Regions from separate parts of the Mus musculus genome. Here region 2 is linked to region 1. A link is a contact called in public Hi-C data. All regions are on one chromosome and are shown on one strand. Each heading gives the region's core, a stretch centred on a gene start, on an enhancer-like site or on the middle of the called end of the contact. The rest is flanking DNA. Distances are from core to core; before and after follow the strand shown.

Region 1 (2,960 bases), core at 308-2,807:
TTTCACTGCGAAGGGTCTAGTACATTTATTACCAAAATGTCTTAAGTAGTTTTGTCATGGAACACTTTGGTTTTAACCTCTGAATTGAGAAATAAACTCACTATGTAGCCCAGGCAGTTCCCATCTTAGCCTCTTAAGTGCTGAGATTTCAGGTGTGCTCCACCAAGACAGCTTTACAGGAAAAAAAAAAAATGGCCTCATATACCTCAACTGATCTTGAACTTGCTCTGTACAGGAGGCTGGTCTTGAACTCTTGATCGGCTTGCTCCTGCCATCCTTACCCACCCCCCAAATGGGATTAAAGGCTTCTTTAGAGAAACTACATTCCTTCTGATTGACTGAGAAACACTTGGCTGTCTCGTCTAGTCTTGGGTTTGTAAGAGCCATCCTCCATATGTGGTCTTAACCTCCTTCTCCACCAAGCCTAAGCCAAAATTATGGTCCATGTAATATGCTCTGCTTTGGTTACTGGCCTTCCTAATTGAGTCCCTGTGTCCTTCCAACTGTCATTAAGATAGGTCAGGCACATAGCCTTCTATTTTAGTAACAACTGAATCATGCATTTGTTGGTATATAATCTGAACCCTTAAAACCACGGTCAGAATACTCCCAATGTTAAAAATTAAACAAATGCTATCCGAGTACAAACAAAGGTAGCTAGTGAGTCCACAGGCAAAGTCAAAGACTGACAGCTAACACTTGCAGTTGGAAGGCCTTTGGAGCTGTGTCCTTGGGTCATATCTTACCCAGTGGCAGTAGCAGTGGGCAATCTATTACTGGGGAGGAGCCAGAGAGCCAACATCCGCAGCTGTGGACATGGACAACGGACTATCTAGGCACTCTCCATGGGAAACTAAAGGCACGCTTGTTTTCAGCCCTATATTTTAGTCACTATGTAGGGTTTGTATTTGTCCCATGGTCTTCCACATTCTTCAATATAACTTAGGGCTCCCCAGTATCTTGGGGGAGGGGAGGGTTCTCCTACATTGTGAAACATTTGGCACTGAACTTGTAACACAACCACCATGAAAAGGAGACCCTCACTCATTCTGGTAGAGGTAGATGCTTGTGTAACTCTTTTAGAGAGAATCCTATATTTACTCTCCAGAGGAGTCTTACACTTGTTTATTAGTTTCAATCTGGTAATTCCACTTCTCAGAGACTTATCTTAAAGAAACAATGAGAATGGCAGCAAGATGCTCCACTGGCAAAGGCCTGGCCAAACTGAGTTTGATCCCAGAAACCCATGTGAAGGTGTGACGAGCTAACTGCATAAATTTATCCTCCCTCTTACATCTTACACACACACACACACACACACACACACACACACATGACCACGTGTGGGCTATGGTAAGCCCGCCTTCCATTTTCTTGGATTTATCCCAGTTCCCTCCCTTCACTCTTGTGAATGCTATCAACTTCCTTATTAGAACAGAAACTGGATATGATGACCGTAATAGGCACCGATGGGACGGGACGGTGGAGGCTGGGGTGGGACTGGGGCTTAGGCTGGCAAGGTGCATGGTTCAGGCTGCTATGTTCCAAGGCTGGAGGCCATCCTGGGGACAGCCTGGATAGTAAGCACTGACAGCCAAGGACGGACTGATCAAAGATGGCTGGCTGGTTGGAGGCGAAGACCAGAATAGAAACTAAAGCAGCAGTCAAGGTGCCAGGAGGTCAAGGCGAGTCTGAAACTGGTTCTCCTTCCAGGATGTTATCAGTAAACCATAAACCAGATTAGGAACCCAGGAAGTCAGGAAGGTGAGTGAGTCAAGGTGTGTTTGTGACCTGATTTGAAGACAGGCTTGTTTGCCTTTCTGAATCCTTCAGGGCAGGAACTGGGGTCATGGGCTATCCCAGGCACACAGAGAGCAGCTGGAGGAACAACTGTGGAGGACTACGTGGCTGTGGGTGGGTCCTGGGTATGAGGGACGGGAAGCCCTGGCAGTGCCACTGAGAGGACTATTTGGCTAGACTCACTGCAGGGAGCTTTTAAATAAATCCCAGAGTTCAGCCACACCCCAGGCCAATTATATTGGAATGTCTGGGGGTGGGGCTCAGAGTCAGTTGTTAATGTTTCCTTGGTGATTTAAATGTTCAGCGGGAGAACCTGGTGGGATCTCAGATCTGCTCCTTACAGAGGGTGCAGGTGGGGGATCAAGTGACCAGCCAGTAATTACGAAACAAACTTTTTTTTTTTAAGTGTCTAAAGAAATACTTAAGCCATTGTAAATATATGGGAGTATTTCTATTCTTTTATTTTATTGGGTCAGAAGTCTTACCATGTAGCTCTGGCTGGTCTGGAAGGAAGTCGTCCAGGCTAATCCAGGCTGGCCTCAACTCACAGAAGTCCTCCTGGCTCAGCCTCCCAAGTGTTGGGATTGATTACAAGGGTGCACCAATATGTTTGGTTACTGGCACAGGGGATGGAACAGAGGACTTTGTACATACCAGGCAGGCATTCTATCAATTGAGCCTGACCTGGTTCCAGATGGTTTTGATCAGAGATTTCTAAAGGCATAGTGATACTGTGGGAAGTGACTGGCCCCTGACATACAGGTCAGTCTCCTTCAGCACACATTTACTAACACTTGCAGTTAGGATCCACCTCAGTGAACACTGTCCTTCGTCAATGCTGCCAAAGGCACTATGAGGCCAGCAGTCGACAGCCTAGCTTTGCAGGTGCAGAGTCTAAGGGGAAATGGCTTCCCAAGGTTACAGACGAGCACAGAGTCGGGTGTGACTCCAGGATTTCTGACACAAACTGCCCTTTCTAGCTCTTTGCTGACTTGACTGCCCTCCACTGAACGACTGGGCTCTGATTATGCAGAGAGACACAAAGAGATCTAGTCCATTCTCCCCCTTGAGAGATGGACAGGGCTGGTGAGATGGCTCAGCAGTTAGGAGCACTGACTGCTCTTCCAAAGGTCCTGAGTTCAAATCCCAGCAACCACATG
Region 2 (2,960 bases), core at 241-2,740, 750 kb before region 1:
AAGTAGCTTTCAAGACTGGCAGATAAGGAATTTCCATTAAAATAAATTTAAGTCTTGTCAAAAGCCTTATTCAGCAATCCGTCTTTAAGATGCTCCCAACCTTCTTCAAGCCCACTATGGGTAGTGTGTGTGGGGGTCATAACCCAAAGAATTGTGTATCTATAAATTAGAGGCCATACAACTCAGAACTTTTTATTACCCTGTCTCTCTCTGTGTGTGTGTGTGTGTGTGTGTGTGTGTGTGTGTGTGTGTGTGTGTGTATGAGAGAGAGAGAGAGAGAGAGAGAAAGAGAGAGAGAGAGAGAGTGTGTGAGTGTGTGAGTGAGAGAGTGTGTGAGTGTGTGAGTGAGAGTGTATCAGTTCTTTTCTTCCACCATGAAGGTCCCAGGAACCAAACACAGGTTGGCAGGCTTGGCAGCAAGCACCTTTACCCAGAATCATTTCGCTGGCCCATAATACTGGTTTGTATAGTGCAATCAGATTTGAACTTCAGCTCAGGTATTTGGCCTGTAAGCCCACACTGAGAATTTCGTGAGGCTGATTTGGGCACTGAGCAGTGAATGTTGACCATCGGACGCCACCAGGGGACTACAGAGCATAGTTCTGCTTTTGTAAACTAAGTAAATATTTCTGTTGGCCTTGTCCAGGCTCCCATAGAACTTGCTTGAGTGGCTGGGCAACTGGACTTAGCACTGAGTTCAGTCACTGTCACAAAGCACCAAGTTTCTACTCAGGTGAGGAAACTTAAGAGACTGCAGAACCCTACTGGCAAATAGAAGCCAGTGTGAGAGAGCATCAGTCGTGGGTCTCTGCCACACCAGGAACCAGTTCAGCCCTGCTTGCTCACCAGAGAAGATGGGCTCAGCCCCAGGAGGACTCTGCACAACGGGACTGCAAGACAGAGACGTCAGCACCATGGCGGCCATCATCTCGTCCATCTCCACCGCATCCGACTTCCTGGATTCAAATGAGCAGAGCATACGCTTACTTCCCAGGCCTGGCTGGTCCACAGAGCCCACGGATTAAGCTACCACATCCGCTCATTTTGTGGGATCACCTTACACTGACATGCACCCCACCCCCCACCCAGTCAGGCAGCACACGCTCAGTGGATGGTAAAGCTCAGAGGATAACTTTCAGGACTCAAGTCACTCAGTCCATGAGCGCCTGCTCCAGCTGTGCGTCTATTACCTCAGAATGAGCAGCGGGTCCCCTGCTTAAACTGCGCTGACACCTAAATCAGCACCACTCCCCCGAAACGCTCCCTCTAACCCTGCAGCTTAAAATGGAGCATTGTTTACTTGGGGGGAGAGAGAAGAGTCAAGAAGATAAGGTGGAAATAAATGATGCCCACCGGAATCTAAACACTGAAATTACATCCTTCCCCTGTCTTATATTCAAATTTAAGAGGAAACAATTACACTAATGGATCTCTCTCCCTTCTGCCAAAATAAACACGGCATTCTGTTAGCTCCTGAATGTCAACAGAACCTATTACATAAGCCAATGAGCAAACAGACCAGGATAAAATAAATAACCAGATGAAACCATCTCCCGCTGTTAAAACTCCATGCTTTAAACAGGCTGCATAGAATTTTACGTGTCTTTTCTATCCCTCTAAATTCATACAGTTATATGATTTGGAAGTAAAATAAGCACTATCTGAAATGTAAAGTATCTGGGGAAAATCAGAATGTAATAAGCTGCCAGTGGCTTGCCTATTTCAAAGGACTGTATTCACCCATTCTTTATACACCAGGTCTGCTATACTGTGCAACTGGGTTTGCAACAGATGGACCAAAGTCATTAACATAGTAAACATGACTTTACATGATCTTTGTATTTTCACCTCCTCAGAATAGCAAAACAAGCTCTTTGCTGGCCTTCCACTGGATACATGATCAGAAATGCTGTTCCTCTGGACTTAAAACACTAGGTCTGCTGGGCCAGTGATGTGGCTCAGTGGGTAGAAGTGCTTGCTGCCAAGCCTGACTAGCTGAGTTCAGTATATAGTACCCACAGAGTAGACGTGAACTGAGTCCTGAAAGTTATCCTCTGGCATCCATGTGTGCGCCACAGCATGCATACACACTCCATAAACACAATGAATAAATGAATGTAATAAAAAAATATGGTTTAAGCCCCCTGATCTGCCAACAGCTCCTATACCCACAGAAATAAGTGGGACAGAGTTTAGCTGTTTATATATCTTACATGCAAAATAGTTCAGTTGGCAAAGTTTCTTGGCTTAAATTTATTATTATTATTATTATTATTATTATTATTATTATTATTATTATTATTATTATTGCATGCTGTGCGTTAGTGCACTCATGCCATAGCACATATGTGGAGGTCAGAGAACAGCTCTGTGGAGTAGGCTCCTCCTTCCACCCATACATAGGCTCAGGCATTGAACTTGAGTTGTTGGGCTTGCACAAGTTCTTTAGACCTACTGAGCCATCTCCTGGCCCCAGATTCTCCTTTTTAAATCTTAAAAGGTCAATATAGATAGACCACAGGGTATACATCAGGATCTAGAGTCCCAAGGCGACATCATATCCCTAAGACCTAAAGCAGAATATTCATTCTTCACCCACTGGTTTCTAGCATCCAAGGGAAGAATCAGCCCAGTGTGCTCTAGACACAGCCTGCTTGCCTGCAATTTTGAGCTAAGAAAGGATGGCTTTACCTTTTTAAATGCTATTTAGGACAAAATAAAAAATCAAAAGCATTTTACACCATGGCAGAAGACACATGCAAATGGTACTGAGTTACGAGAAAGTTTGGGGACCCTGATTAGTTTTCATCGATGGGAGCACGGCTGTGCCTACAGGCTTTTGGGTCTGTGGCTGTGGTAACAAGTGGTCATGACAGAGTCTGCTTTGGCCACAAGGCCACCTTATATAGAATGAGCACGGGCCCCAGATTCAAGCCATTTGTTCCTGTCTCTTCTTCTGA

Evidence for each region. Hi-C and Micro-C count contacts between places; a contact is called where the count stands out from the background.
Region 2: a contact with region 1 is called in a Hi-C map of liver, with 4 times the contacts expected there. The contact joins two enhancer-like sites. A contact is called at or near these places in 2 of 39 promoter capture datasets (the C10 cell line and pre-B cells), 4 of 484 Hi-C or Micro-C datasets (the Ba/F3 cell line, cerebellum, embryonic stem cells and 1 more), 1 of 115 datasets of contacts at active chromatin or transcription factors (large pre-B cells) and 1 of 9 other capture datasets (adipose tissue).

The regions. Positions count from the first base shown.
Region 1 is chr14:64,632,063-64,635,022 of GRCm38.p6, reverse strand. All of the region lies in intron 2 of Gm36924 (a long non-coding RNA gene), which reads right to left. Among named protein-coding and RNA genes, the nearest start is that of Gm36924, 9.0 kb to the right of the region's middle. Within about 2 kb of position 1,557, at least 65 of the 459 cell types and tissues checked have an H3K27ac peak or open chromatin away from gene starts, as enhancers often do. A contact at or near this core is called in liver, where this site is marked.
Region 2 is chr14:65,386,786-65,389,745 of GRCm38.p6, reverse strand. Zfp395 (zinc finger protein 395) reads right to left here. Exons shown (of 10, transcript NM_199029.2): 4 at 847-956. Among named protein-coding and RNA genes, the nearest start is that of Zfp395, 30 kb to the right of the region's middle. Within about 2 kb of position 1,490, at least 21 of the 459 cell types and tissues checked have an H3K27ac peak or open chromatin away from gene starts, as enhancers often do. A contact at or near this core is called in liver, where this site is marked.